2 separate regions of the Mus musculus genome follow, and region 2 is linked to region 1. Evidence: chromatin contacts called from public Hi-C data. All regions are on one chromosome and are shown on one strand. The core of a region is the stretch at or near the end of the contact, and the rest is flanking DNA. Distances in the headings are between cores, read along the strand shown.

What was found. A called contact is a pair of places that touch in the nucleus more often than the background predicts.
Region 2: a Hi-C map of neural progenitor cells shows a contact between it and region 1, with 1.8 times the contacts expected there. The contact joins the promoter of Fsip1 here to the enhancer-like site in region 1. A contact is called at or near these places in 18 of 39 promoter capture datasets (the 3T3-L1 cell line, 3T3-L1-derived adipocytes, the C10 cell line and 13 more), 10 of 15 datasets of contacts at CTCF or cohesin (CD8 T cells, the G1E-ER4 cell line, the NIH/3T3 cell line and 6 more), 186 of 484 Hi-C or Micro-C datasets (the 3T3-L1 cell line, 3T3-L1-derived adipocytes, 8-cell embryo and 100 more), 31 of 115 datasets of contacts at active chromatin or transcription factors (the 230-238 cell line, CD8 T cells, the NIH/3T3 cell line and 21 more) and 4 of 9 other capture datasets (adipose tissue, embryonic stem cells, embryonic tail and 1 more).

The regions. Positions count from the first base shown.
Region 1 is chr2:118,201,052-118,208,703 of GRCm38.p6, reverse strand. The region is part of intron 10 of Fsip1 (fibrous sheath-interacting protein 1); the gene reads left to right. Among named protein-coding and RNA genes, the nearest start is that of Fsip1, 52 kb to the left of the region's middle. Within about 2 kb of position 4,778, at least 61 of the 459 cell types and tissues checked have an H3K27ac peak or open chromatin away from gene starts, as enhancers often do. A contact at or near this core is called in PVALB interneurons, astrocytes, brain and 15 more, where this site is marked.
Region 2 is chr2:118,253,534-118,261,185 of GRCm38.p6, reverse strand. Fsip1 (fibrous sheath-interacting protein 1) reads left to right here and starts at 4,230. Exons shown (of 12, transcript NM_001374672.1): 1 at 4,230-4,386.

The DNA.
Region 1 (7,652 bases), core at 3,529-6,028:
TTAAAGGGGTTCTGGGTGTGCAGGAGGCTTCGCTCTCTTTCTCCCGCCTGCCCCTGCTCCCGAGATCTCCTTCCGGTCCTCCCTCCCTGTCCCCCTTTCATCTTTCCTCTCCTCCCTTCCTTTTGTTTTCTTCTTCTTTCTCTTTGTAACTAGATCCACTTTGTAATAATGATAATGATAATAATAATAATAAATTCCCCAGTGCCTAACTCGAAACAACAGACAACCATTTCAGAAACTTAGGAAGGCAGATTTAATGAAAGATTTCTCTCCAGTTGTAAAGTATTTGTGCAAATACAGTTACCATTCAGATTTATCTACATGGTAAAAATGATGTTTTAGGGAATCTGGCAACTTAGAAAAATACAAAGAAAAGGAAAACTACTCAGTGACCACTGTTAATTCTTACTATTATCCTGACTGCCATTTTCCTTATTTGTGCCCCACAAACTCACTCCACCACATACAGACACAGACAGACACAGACACACACACACACAGATACACACACACAGACACACACACACAGACACACACACACAGATGTACAGACAGACACACACGCCCTTTACTCTTTGCTTTCCTCTATTCCTCTTTACTTCCTTCTGCTTTTTCCATTTTTCTTTGAAATTTAGGAAAGCCTAGGTCATATTGTTGCATGTATTTTATAGCGCTGTTCTTTCATTTAATACTACACCGTGGAGGGGGACAGAGAGATCGCCAGTGGTTAAGAGTATCTGCTTGCAGAGGACCCAAGCTGGGTTCCAAGCACTCAATGCAGGCAGCTCATAACCACACGTGACTCCAGTTACAAGCATCTAACACCCCTGGCCTTTGAGACCTGCAGTCAAGTACACACTTCCGTGCACACACACATTAGGAAAATAATAAACATACAATATTTACAATATAGACAGTGGGCTACTTGATACTATGTTACTATGTGACCACTGAGTGATTCCACTCTTGATTCATTTCCTATAATGTTTAATGTTTTTGTTGTTATAAATTATGATAGCACGAGCACATAGTTGTAATTATTTTCTTATGTGTTATTATTATTATTATAGTTATAGTTATTGGTGCTAGAGATCAACCCTATGTCTACCACTGAGCTATAGTTTGGTTGTAGTTTTTTGACTCAGGGTCTCACTGTGTAGCTCAGATGGCTTAAAGCGAGGCTGTTCCTGCCTCAGCCTTCCAAGTGCTACAATCACAGCCTTCAGCTACCATGCCGGCAGGATGTGTCTTTAGTGGAATTGCTTTGAGTAGATATGTAAAGAATTGGCAATGTGGTAGCAAGTCAACCTCCAGGGCTTGTGGGTTTGATCTGCCCTCTCTCTATCAGTGTTTAGAGGGGCACCCATGCCTGCCTGAGGCCATACCATAGTTTGCAACCACGCCCATACCTGTGCCCTTGCCCACACTCACGCTCACACCTGCGTGCCAGAATCCATGACACCTACACCCACCCCTACACCTGCACCTATGCCTGCACCCGTGCCTGCCCCAGTGCTTGCACTGACGCCCACGCCTGCGCACATGCCTGCACCCACACCTGCACCCAGGCCCACGCCTGCGCACATGCCTGCATTGGATTCTTTTTATTTTTGCCACTCGGAGAGTTTTAAGATGATGTCATGCCAGCCGGGCGGTGGTGGTACACGTCTTTAATCCTAGCACTTGGGAAACAGAGGCAGGCAGATTTCTGAGTTCAAGGCCAGCCTTGCCTACAGAGTGAGTTCAGGATAGCCAGGGCTACACAGAGAAACCCTGTCTTGAAAAACCAAAAAAAAAAAAGATGATGTCATGCCTTAATTTACATTTTTGGACTCTAGAGAATTTGGATGTGTTTCCAAAAATTTATGAGTAGTTTGTATCTTGGAACATTTATTTATCAAGGTGTTCTTTCTTTCAAAAAGCTGTCTTTCTGTGCATAGAACATATACTTGCTGTCGTAAATGTGCCACATTTAACCTTTAACAAGATGTTAATTCTGGTTATTATTTTCTGATGCTAAAGTTTTTTGAGGTGTTGCCTTCTGCCTTATTTCCACAATCATCTGTGAGAAACGTATTTGGCTGTTGCGACTTGCTTTGCGGTTTTTTGAAGTGATCTTTCCAAAGTATTTATTTTCTTTTATGTGTGAGCTCTGTGCCACCTCTAGACTGTGTTTTGAATAATGACTCCCCCCACCCCACCCCTCCAGCTAATTACCTTCCGGCTAAAGTACTTGGCTTTAGCTTTGAAGGTTGCAGCTAATCTCCTCTTTGCTGCATTCCTAGAATCGAAGGTTGAGATAAGCAACAGCAAGAAGTGACAGAAAAAGCTCTCCTTTTTTTTTAATTGATTGCGTCAGCTTTTAGTGTTCACATCTAATTGAGAAGCAGCAGTTGCGCCACTTGTATTGCTGTTTCTTGAATCTTTACATCTTCTAAAATTGTACATGACACAGCATGACCTAAGCTCATCCTTCAAATCATGGCCTTGCCCAGCTGCTCAGGCAGAGGTCAGTCACCCGCCTGCGGAGGCCGAGGCACCTCTGAGCACAGGAGTTTCCTTGTGGAAGGGGCACCCACTGTCATGAAAATAACGTGGAAATACTAACTTTAACCAGGAAGGCTGATACAGTCAAGGGCCAGTGAGATGGTCATTGAGTAAGGCATTGTTTTGTAAGCCTGCTGACCTAAATTCAGTTCCAGGAGCCCACAATGGAAGGAGAGAACTGACTCCAAAGTTGCTCTTTGACCTTCACACATATGCTGTGGTTTGTGAATACCTGAACATGCATGTGCATGCACACACACACACACACACACACACACACACACACACACACTAATAATATTAACAACAATAATAATATATCTAAAAGGTAATAAAATAAAATCTGCACAAGACAGAAACATGTCACTAGTGGGTTTATAAACAGCAGTGAAAGATTTTTGAAGGATTAATTATGGAAGATCCTAGGCAAGAAAGAAAACATAGCAGGTAGAGGTTGCGGTGCCCTTCTAAGGGGAGTGGGGGTACACAGCAGGGGAGGAGCAGTTGGGTACCAGGTGCCACATGTCTGGAGCTTGGCAGCTGCAGCAGGCAGCAGGCATCCAGTTGGTGCTCCTGGTCAGGGTACTACCCCAGAAGGCCAGTGAGGGCCTGCATAAATGGCATGACTACCACCCACCCCTCAGGAAAGCAGGTTAGAACACGGACACAGGAGAGGCTAGAGAGACAGAGCCTACACTGAAGTAAGGTGGAGATCTACCAGACTCAAGTGTATGCCCTTCTAGGGCAGCTGGGAAGATGTACATCTCACGGACAGTGGGTTTTATCTCACTATAAAATGTTGGGCAAGAGGGCTGGAAAGAGTTGTTGGAGAGGTTGTACCCTCTACCTCCTCACGTTAGTTATGTCTTCAGCTTCTCATTGGTTCACTTAGGTCTTTACAACAGGATGTGTGATCAAATGCAGGAACTCCCCACAATTCCTGAAGTTTGACACTTGATTTCTGTATTCTTAACCACCCCAGGTTGAGGAATGTCCAATGATAACCCCCAGTAAACGGAATGAGCGGATTACGTGGAGATGGCTACTTGCTAAAATCCTTGAGCCAGAGTGAAACAAATTACGCAGTTTGTAAAGTGTAACTATTCTTTTTATTTTTATAATACATCATGGTTCTCAAAATGTGCATCCTCCTGTGATTTGAAATGTAATTGATTTGGCAAATACTTATTGTATATCTCACTGACACAGTGTGCTGATCTGCTATGTGTACACAAGTAAGACGATTAAATGGAGCTAATGAGCCCAGCCACCACCTGGCTTTATTGTCTCTCTGCACGCGGTAAGAATGTTTCCAATTTTTCCTTATGATTCCTGCAGTTGATATGATCTTCATGCCAACCTCACAGATAGGTGGCACAGCCATTATTACTTATGTTATTCAGATTACAATTCCAAGTCCCTAGGGACTTAGAGGACTCACTCATCCCCCACCTTCCCCCTTCCCTCCTTTCCAGGAGAGTGCGGTTAACATGGCTATTTTATGCCTCCTTTAACATGATTTTATTTGAGTCTATCCAAGCAAAGTGCCTCTCTTTGTTGCCTCTATCATTTCATTCCAGGCTGCTCACCCCTGGTATTCAAATATTTGAAAGGTGACTAGATCCATTCCTGAGAAGGGTAACTGTGTGACAACCATGCGGCTGCAGCGTGAACAGGTGGTTAGGACACTTAATTCTTACTCTGGCAGATGTTTTGGGAAAAATTAGGTGTAGGGCTAGGCCAACCACCATGCTCTCAGCTTGATCCTTCCCCGGAGGCTTATTGTAGTATTTCAGCTCAGCGGGTTAAGTGGGCCGAAGCATCTTTGAGTGAGCCTGTGGTCATGGAGTGTGCCTCATTCATCAAATGCATCTGCAAGGGCCCAAACACAGCCTTTCTCACATCATCTTTACACTTTCTGTGGCTTGTATACTAGACTGTTCGGGAGCTACCAGACCAGAAAATCCAGCCAGCAAGAAAGCTGGAAGTCGCACAGCCCAAAGGTTTATTAAGTGGCGTGAAGTGCTATTGTTTTGTGCAAGTGTTAAATCACTGCTGTCAGCGCGGGACTGTTAAAAAAAAATTCCCGGCTAGTAATAACGCGAAGGGCACTTTATGGCTTCAAAAGGAGATAAAAGAAAGCTCTTAGTCAGCACTCGGATGGCACCACAGCACACACCAGCCTCCGTTTGGCTTTCTGAGGACTTTACTCTTGGCAGATGCTCTTGCTTCTGGCAGCAGACTCTAATTATCATATAAATTAAGCTGGGAACGAACGGATCGAGGCACACAGCCTGGCCCTAGCTGCTTGGACCCTGGTTTCCAGGGCTATAATGCCAGCAGGCATAATGGGTAATGCTGGCCAGGGCTCTGGAGGACAGGGCTCCACTCCCCTTCCTCCCCTGTGAGATCCACTGCAGGAATCCCAAGTGGCTGAGACACCGGGGCCCTTCTTTTCTTCTCCCCAGCTTCCCGTGGGCTGTCTCTCCAACAGCATTCCACAAATTAGTCTAATCCACCTGCTCGCATTCGGAGGCACTAATTATGTTTTGGCGCACATTCTTACACACTAAATTCCAAATGTCTTCTTCACTTTAATTTCTTGTAACTAGTCCTGAAATCGAGGGTTAGTACTGCCATGGGGTAGCAGGCTTTGTTGTGTTGTGTGAGGGGTTAAGCTCTTCATTTAAAAGCCAAAGTTGAAGACATGGATGCTTTTTTTTCTCTTTTCTTTCTGTATTTTCTTTAACCAAGAGTGTAATTCAGAACTCAGTAATGACTTCTTTACATCCGTAAAATGATGCTAAACACTCAGGTAGCTTGGGGACAGGAGTCGATGAGCCCAGTGTGTAGGAATATAATTGTGATACTCTCAGCTGAGTAGTGATGTCTGTTGCTAAACATTTCCCACTCGAGGTATTTTGCTTGGAGTTTAAATAGGTCTTGGTGTGGGTAACTTAGGGTTAATGTGAAGTGAATACTGAAGACCACAGGGTTGGCAGCACAGATGGTACTCAGACATAAGTGTTTTCTCCTTGTGGGAAAAGGTGGGGGTGGGGCTTCTTCACTTCATTCTGTTTATTGACTGCAGGCTTCCCTTGCCCATTAGCTCATACACTTCTCCAGCTCCTGGTCAAATTATCATCCCTCATAGATTTTATATATATATATATATATATATATATATATATATATATATATAACTTTAAAATTAGAATTTATGGAAATTGATCATAATTTATATGTAAAAATAATCACTTGGGAACATTTTGTATGCATTTACATTTTGCTGAGTATAAAGCAAGATGTTTCTTCCACTCTGACAAAGGAAGCTGTTCCACTGTAAAAGAACTCATCTCTTCCTGTGCTGCCTTCTCCCCTCGTCCGTCCGTCCGTCCGTCCCTCCCTCCCTCCCTCCCTCCCTCCCTCCCTCCTTACCTTCCTTCCTCTGTCCCTCCTTTGTCCATCTCCGTGTTCCTGTCCTGGCTTCTTCTGTAAAAGGCTTTAAAGCTCTTAAAAGAGAGATAAAGACCATGGGCCAAGGAAGATCCCTTTGAGAACCAGCTATTTTGTCCAAAAGGAGAGGACCACAGATTGCTTCTCACAGAACAGAGCTGGGAAGTTTGCATAGGTGGAGGGACATGGTGACAGCGAGTTCTGCTCTCCTCTGTCCCCATAAAGAAGCCTGAGTGTCCATCTATCCCTTTGCCATCTCACTCTCACCTTGTCAGGTCCTTTTTCTTATTGGCTGGCAAGTTGGGAAAGGTCTTATTTGGCTAAGGTCAGAGATTGACCCTGTAGTTTAATGTCCTAAAGAAGTTTTGGCCTTGGTAGTGCCAGGTGGGACCAAGGGTCCATGACTGTGTGTGCCAGGCAAGACTCTGGTGTATGTGCACTGCCCAGAGGTGACTGGCAAAAGGCCAGAGGAGCTGAGACCTGCTGGCCTCCTGTGGTCAGTACATTCCCAGCACAGTGCTCTTGTCACACAGTCACTCTAGGCAGCTGCCATCATTTTAATGGATGTGCTTCTGCCTTTGTGGCCTCCACTTCCAGGTAGACTGGGACATTCTCTGTGTGGCTGGGATCTATGCTGACACCACATGACACCACTTCTCCACTTACCAAGGCCAGGATTTCACACCTTCCCTTTTCTCTCTCTTCTCCAAGCTGGGAAGAATACCTAGGTCCCTCCCTCTTCAGATGGACACAACAGGAGTCCACAAGAGGAGCCCAGCCCTCTGCAAACACTTGAGTTGACCCTTGCCTTCCGCACTTTAGAGAGGGAAAGGGCTGTGAGGTTTGGAGCAGGAGATGATATGAAGCAACAGACTGCCAAGGCAGAGGGCAAGCCAGAAGCAAACACATTTAAAATGCTCTTGGGACCCACCTGAGCCTGTAGTATGTTGGTAACGACTGCAAAAGAATAGACAAAAACTGCCTGTTCTGCATCCCTGCCAGCCACAAACAGAACCAACAGTTTCTGGATGAATGAAATGTCCGCTGCTCAGTCTCCGTCCAATGATGTCACTTCACTCTCGAGGACATTGATAACTATAGATGCTCTAAGATCACAGGCTGGGTTGATTTTAAAAGTCTCTGAAAACCTCAGCACTGTTTATTTAGGTTGGGCAGTAAGTGGTGTGCACTCCATCTATGTACAGGATCCTTTGACTGTGCGCATCCTGGGGCTTTTGGCAAATCGCAGGGCTTTATTATTTATTTATTTATTTATTTATTTATTTATTTATTTATTTATTTCAGTTAGAGTTTTTGCTCACAGGTCATTTTGATATGACTCAACTTCACTTATATGCTCAGCCCAAACTTCTGCACCAGCCAAGTTGCATAGCCTGGAAAATCTTGAGTCACTTTGCTGCCTGGCAGTGGTGGCACATGACTTTAATCCCAGCACTTGGGAGGCAGAGGCAGAGGCAGAGGGGCAGAGGGGCAGAGGGGCAGAGGGGCAGAGGGGCAGAGGCAGAGGCAGAGAGGCAGAGGCAGAGAGGCAGAGGCAGAGGCGCAGAGGCAGAGGCAGAGGCAGAGGCAGGAGGATTTCTGAGTTTGAGGCCAGCCTGGTCTACAGAGTGAGTTCCAGGACAGCCAGG
Region 2 (7,652 bases), core at 2,981-5,480, 53 kb before region 1:
CCTTGGTCCTGTGGGGGTTCGATGCCCCAGTGTAGGGGATTGCCAGGGGTGGAAGGCAGGAGTGGGGGCGGGGTGGGAAGCACCCTCATAGAGGCTGGGGTTGGGGGATAGGATAGGAGGCTTCCAGAGGGGAGACTTGGAAAGGGGATAACATTTGAAATGTAAATAAAGAAAATATCTAATAAAAGAAAAAAAAAGAACAATATCTATACTATATCTTTTTTTTTTTTTTTTTTTGGTTTTTCGAGACAGGGTTTCTCTGTATAGTCTTGGCTCTCCTGGATCTCACTTTGTAGACCAGGCTGGCCTCGAACTCAGAAATCCGCCTGTCTCTGCCTCCCAAGTGCCGGGATTAAAGGCGTGCGCCACCACACCCGGCTCAATATCTATATCTTATTATTAAAAATAAAACACGATGAAAAAAAAAAGAATTCCAATCCATGTCCCAAGTGAGGACACTGTGGCCCATAAACGTTTGTGAATTTGTTTAGGGCTACCCAACTATTTAATACCAGATTTCTAATAATGGTACATTCTTTGTATTACAAACTGTTTTTTCATTTTTTATTTTATGTGAGTGGGTGTTTTGCCTGCAAGTGTGTCTGTGTATCACTTGTGTGCAGTGCCTGCAGAGGATAAAGAGGGCATCAGATCCTTTGGATTAAAGTTGCAGAGTGTTGTCAGCCACCGTGTGGGTGCTGAGGATTGAACCCTGGTCCTCTGGAAGAGCAGCCAGTGCTCATATCTTCTGAGCCTTCTCTCTAGTCCTCCTCTTTTTATTAAAATAGAAAAAATATAAAAAACCAAGATGTCATAGTTTGGATAAATGTCCCTAAAGTGTTAAATGCTTGTTGCCAGCCTGCGGTGCTATTAGGAGATGTTGGAGCAGTCATGCTGTAGTTAAATAGATGCATTAGGTGATTGGGGGACATGCCCTTGAAGCAGAAACTGGGACACTGACCCCTAATTTCTCCATGTTTCTCAGCTGTCTGTCATCAGGTAAGCTGACTGGTCTCACCAGTGCTTCTGCTATGACTTACCATTGCTGCCAAAGCCGGAAGCACAAGGGTCAAGAGACCATGGGTGAGACACACACACCCCCTCCCAAAAAACCCCGTCATCGCAAATCTTTCTTCTTCGTAAGTTCATTTCATCATGCATTTTGTCACTGAAACAGAAAGCTGGCTAACATAGCACAGTCTAGGGAGTGAGATCATAAATGATTGTTTTATGCCTTATGGTAGAAAAGCCCTCACAGGAAGCAGTCACACAAAAGAGGAAGCAAGCCACTCACAGTCGGGAAGCTGTAGTCCAGGTAGAAGAACAAGGATCTCTCTCTCTCTCTCTCTCTCTCTCTCTCTCTCTCTCTCTCTCTCTCTCTCTCTGTGTGTGTGTGTGTGTGTGTGTGTATGCTCTGTGTGTTTTTCAAGTTGTGTTTCCAAGCTCCTGACAAATGCTGATCTTTAACATGCAGAAATAGGAAATCTGAACTGCAGAATTTTGTTCCTCTTTCACATGGGCTAAGTACAGACTGCTTTTATACCTCTAGGTTCTTAAATTATCCCTAAAATACTTCCACCTCTCATACTCTTAGTTACTACTAGGATTATCCGAAACATGTGTTTAATAACTATTAGGGCTGGGAATACTGCTCAGGTTGAACTCATATCCCCTCGTGTGTGTAGAGACTAGATTTCCATTTCCAGCACCTTGTGTGTGTAGAGACTAGATTTCCATCTCCAGCACCTTGTGTGTGTAGAGACTAGATTTCCATCTCCAGCACCTTGTGTGTGTAGAGACTAGATTTCCATCTCCAGCACCTTGTGTGTGTAGAGACTAGATTTCCATCTCCAGCACCTTGTGTGTGTAGAGACTAGATTTCCACCTCCAGCACCACCACCCACAGAGAACAAACAACACCCAAATACAAAGAAAAAACCCACATCCAAATGATCAAATTTAGACATATTTAGAAAAATTATAATTTATATTCAATTTCTGGAAAATGCAGAGAACATTACTGGGTAGCAATTGAACAGCATCATGTTAACTAAGAGACATCTGATACCAAGGTCAAAAGAAGTTTCATTTTTGAGGGGAACAAAGAACACAGAACTGTAATTTAGCTATACTGAACCAGGATATCCCTGAACAGTGTCCAAACCACAGGAGAGGCTTTGTTGTTGTTGTTTTTTAAATAGGTGACCTCCACCAACAGTGGTTTATGGAGATACTCCACTGGCTAGGCATGAATCTTGACTTAAACCCACATTGATTCGTTTGTTAACGAGGGTACTCCCAGCTGAGAAGTGCTGAAGGCACAGAGAGACTTTCAGTTGTTTATTTGCTGGAACATTTTGTGCTTTGACTGTTAGCAAATATGCAATCTTCTCTCAGTATCTAGAGTCCACTTTTGGAAGGCAGTCTTAGGAACTTCTTTTTCCTCCCTTTGGGACTGCACAAGATCATACACAGGCTCTCTAACATACTAACTAGTCACTCTACCACTGAGGCACATCCCCAGTCTAGCCATTCATTTTTTTTCATATAGCATGCAAATCTTCCAGTAATTTAATCAATACCATGGGTTGGGAATTGTGATGGTAAGGACTTACTGTGAATTGAACTCATTATTCTTTCGTTCTTTTTCTTAAAATGTCTATATGTCTGTGTGTATGTATGTGTATGCATGTATGTATGTGTATACATGTAAGTTAACAGTTTGGTCATTCAGGACCTGTGGGCATTGAAAGGCCGCTAAGTGGAGAGTCATGGAGAGCCTGGAGCAGAGGGCTGGTAGGATTTGGCTGAGGTTCTGAACACACGTTGTAGGATACTGTCCTTCAGTATACAGGAGGTGCAAGGGAAGCTCCCACTGAGGAAACTACTAGTAGAGTATCACAAACATCTAATTGAGGGTGGGAACCTTGCAGATATGAGGAACACTTGGATTCAGATACACTTGAATGCAGGTCTGGTAGCATGTCCGACTTGAGGATGGTACCAAAGGTGCTGAGCTGAGCCTGGGAGAATGGTGTGGGGAAGACGGTATAGGAAGGGCTGCAGTGGGGAGAGGGGACTATAGAAAAGTGGCTTGATTTTGATCTGCTTAGTTTGCGAGGGTTCTCATGCCTTATGAGGTTCAAGGGAGTCATTTGACCTGGAGTCCGAAACAAAGGATCAATAGCACCCAGATGGTATTCACAGCCAGGGTTTTGCCCTCAGCACCATCTTAACTTGTAGCTGTGATCTTTGGGCAACTCAAGTCATACTTATTTGCTCTGATGAAAAAAGACCAGAGAAACACTGTATTTACCCCAAAGCATGAGGATAAAGGGGCTCTGAGTATGAAAATACCTTGTAAACAACCAAGGGCAATTCAGACTGAAACGCAGCAGAGGTTGCGCGGTACTGAGAATGAAGAAAGAGCATCAGTTTGGTGATCCAGGCAATGAGCCCTAATGCACTGTACACAGAGAAATGATTGGTAGCTGTGGAGGTATATACTGCCATCATAATCCTTCTTATTCTACTACAGCCCAGTCTTTACAGGACGTATATGTATATATACGCATATGTATATATACACTGTATTATACATTATACTTTATGCACACTGCTATTATATACACATGTATTACACACACACACACACTCACACAGCTCTCCAAATTTTACAAGACCTTCACATACGAGATCTGTTTGAGTTGCACATCAGTCTTGCAAGGAAGAGAGGATAGTGATATGGGAAGTAACTGATCTGAGAGGACACCTGGTCGGTAGAACATTCTAGTAGCCGGTGAGAGCTATGTAAACATGGAGATCCTCGTTCCAGAGGCCAACCTGAATATGAACAAACCATTCCCACCCAGAACATTCACTGAAAAGAAGGTTATAGGAGGGCCACAGTCACACCCCCTCCAATCCCAACCAGGACAGCAGTCTTCTTGTAACTTCCGGTCCCCAATACCCAATTCTTTTTTTTTTTTTTTTGCTTTTTTCGAGACAGGGTTTCTCTGTGTAGCCTTAGCTGTCCTGGAACTCACTCTGTATACCAGGCTGGCCTCGAACTCAGAAATCCGCCTGCCTCTGCCTCCCAAGTGCTGGGATTAAAGGCGTGCGCCACCACGCCCGGCTTCAATACCCAATTCTTGAAGGTACGGGACCTTTAAACCTATCGCGAGACTGTGATCTGCGCGCTTCTAGTTGCCAGGGCAACAGCGTTCTTTGAGACAGCGGTCTCCTGCTGCCTCTTTCATCTTCACAGAGGAGGCGGTGGCGGGAAAAACCGGTCCCCTTCGAAGGGAAGTGGAGAGAGTCAGTGTCTAGGCGTCCAGCTTTCTTCCCCACCGAGAAGTTGAGGGGCCGCACGCACCACGGGCAGAGGTTGGTAGCCGCTGGCCACGGCAGAGGGCGAGGTGGAGGTGTGGCCTGATGTGCCAGAGGAGGGTGAGAGGGCGGACTCTGTCCCCGAGGGCTGTGGGTGTGGCCTGTTCGCCCAGGCCAGCATGGGGTGGCCACAGGGGCGTGGCTATGTCTGGGAGTCTCAGAAGCTACTGCCCGGGCAGAGGCGTGATCTCTGCTGAAAACTCTTTCTGCATTAGTGCATCCTTACGAGCCTTCTTCCCACTGAGGTCTGGAGCACTAGTCAGTAGCATAGTCCTTAAAAGTGGCACAGGAAAAATGAGACTAGAGAGAGGGTTTGTAAACATTGATCTGGGACTTAGCTTTCCCAATGGAAGAAATGTAAACCAAACGTATAGGTAGATACCTTTGGGCATCCACCAGCCTGGGGACTATGAATAGGCCTTTCAGACAATAAGACAGGGAGCAAACAATCTGGAGACACAACCAGTTTTGCCTCATCACACCGGACGTGTACTATCTACACGAGCTGATCAAAAAATGTAATAAAACGTTGGCGTGTATGAGCAGTTATTTGTTACCATTAGAATCTGGTCACATCTCTACTTCACTGAATAGCATAAAGTAACTGGTATTTTAATTTTGATTCTTTTGGTGCACTGTGTTTCATTAAATGAGGAAATGTATAAAACAAAAATTTCTTTTTGTCCCAGTTTCCCTTTTTATTGTAGACCTCCATAAGACCGGGATATGATTACTAATAACCATGCAACAGAGTCAGAGAGCCATGTCTTGAAATCTTCTCTGCCAAGGAAACTAATCCATGGTTTTTCAGTTTTGCCTCAGGCAAATGTTTAAGGCAAGGGCAGAAAGCAGCCACTTTCTTTGCCAAATACAGGAATGTTCTGTCCTTCTGTCGCCCAGGTGCTAGTATTGTTTTCCCCTGAAATGGCCTGAGGTCCGTAGGCCTCTGCAGTCTGCCTTGCTCTCAGCATTATTGCCTTCTAACCTCCCACCAGGATGCTCTTTAAGCTCTTCATCAGCATCCAACTGCTTTCCTAGTCCAGAGTCTTATAAAAGAACGCCTTCAATTGACTTACAGCTTCAGAGGCTTAGAGTCCATCATGGCGGAGCAAAGGCACGGAAGCAGAAACAGCTGAGAGCCCACATCTTGATCTGAAAGTAGAAAGCAGAGCTAAGTGGGAAGCTGAGAGTCTATTGATACTTCAGGAGGCGCTTCCTCTGCCCATGAAATACCACTTCCTCCTAATCCTTCCCAAACAGTTCTACCAAGTGAGGACCACGCTGGCTTAGTATATCATTGATTTCTTTGCAAGCTATCCTTGCATTTCCTTCCAGGCCTTGGAAGATTGCATATTTTATATTGACTCATTACTTTTAAATTTTGCTTTTACTTTTATTAAAATGATATGGTCCAAATGTTAAACTGTGGTATAAAATTCAGAATGGAAGAAATAACTGAGCAGTTCCCAGTCACATCTTCTGGAGGCAGCCACCTTGAACTCTTAAATATTATGCTTTATTTACTATTGTTTGGATTTATCAATTCCTGGATTCCCTCTTTGATGTCCTACTTGGCTAGATTCTTCTACACCCTCCTTTTGGATCCTGTCTCCCATCCCACATCCTCAGGGAAGACATGGCAGTTGGTAAATCCATTCTCAGGGCACATGCAACTTGGTGCACATCGTGTGGCTGCTTTCTTGTACAGCTCTTCATTTTTCATATGGAGTTTCTGTGTGACAAGTGATTTCTTAAACACACAATACACCTATCAGATCCCATTTCAATGGTCTTTATTCCGATTTCTTTTCCAGATGGCCAAATACACAGATAGCCTGTCAGTTACATTTCCTGTGAACCGTGGTTTATTTAATTTGCGATGTTTCTGAGGAAGCCTAATAGCAGCCGAGCAGCCTTTGAAACAGATGGAAAGGTTTCCGGAGTCTTAGCTGATCCACATCATGGCTCGGTCCCCGTGCTTGGCCTTTTTTGAGATGTATTATATTGGCTCTGCCACATCCCTCCAGCTCCCCACTCCTCTCAAGCTGCAGTAAGTCCTCCTTGACAGGAAGCATAGGGCATGGAAAAGACATTTGGCCTTTTAGTGACTTACGCTTTTTGGTGGTGATGTGCCGGGGCCAGGGTGATCCATCATCCCACAATAACACTGTCAGGCCTCTCCTGAGTGAGCCCAGACACTTTTACAGAGTGTGAACAATGTTGACATCAATGCCTTTTTCAGTTGCCGAGTGGGAAGAGTGGACCGACTGTTCTCTGAAGTGGAAGCATCGGCACATTGGGCAGTTGGAGGGCAACCCTGTTATTCCTCAGTGTGTCCAAGAGATGCTTCAGCTTCTTCATGTTTGTCCTTCTTTCTGTGTGCAAGGCCTCTTTGGACTCTGAGTCTGTGTTCCACCGAATAGCACGAAAGACAAGCCACTTCGTAGAAGAAGGACATAACAAGCTAATGCTTCATGTAATGACGAGCATTTAGAAAAAATTTGGCAGGAGATATCCATTCATATTTAAGCTGGAATCTTTGCAGTTTCTTCTAGTTCACTGTGTGCATATTGTCCCACACTCACCAGGCATGTCTAAATCGGTCTCTATCAAGGGCATCTATCAAGAAGGATATGTCTGCAATCTTTGTCTTCTTCCAATTTAAGCTGTTCTGCCTAGTTTAAGCTAGCCTCACTTCCAAAATCCACACTAGACACAAAGTAGCTAGGGTCAGGACAAGTCTGTGATAGTGTCCTGCATAAAGCAATTAGGAGGAAATGGACACAGTACAGCTTCATAATGCAGGTCTGTCTTCTAGTTAAAGGATATAAGTTTTATTCTCTTGCGCCAGTCAGAAGTAGAGCTGTGGGTTTTCGGAGGGGAGAGCTGATTAAGAGAGGGCAGTGCTGTGGAGGAAGGGGCTCCAGGAAATGTGGCTTGAAGGAGAGAGACATCAGGGTTGGATGGGAAGACCCGCTGGCTGAGGCTTATGTGGAACAGGAAGACTGGAGGAGGGAGAGTCAGCTCAGGAGGAGGGAGACAGGAGACCTTAGCAAACCATCATGATGGAGCAGGTCTTGGCTGGGAGAGGTGGCGGGAGTGTTCTTGTGGGGAAGAGCGAGGACATGGCGTGTCTGTTTGTTGGCTTGTTTTCCCTGCATAGAGACAGTGAGACAACATTCACATCTGCCTTCCTCCCCAGTTGCTATCAGCATCTGACTCGTAATCCACGTATGTAGGATTCCTTTGATGACATTGCCGAG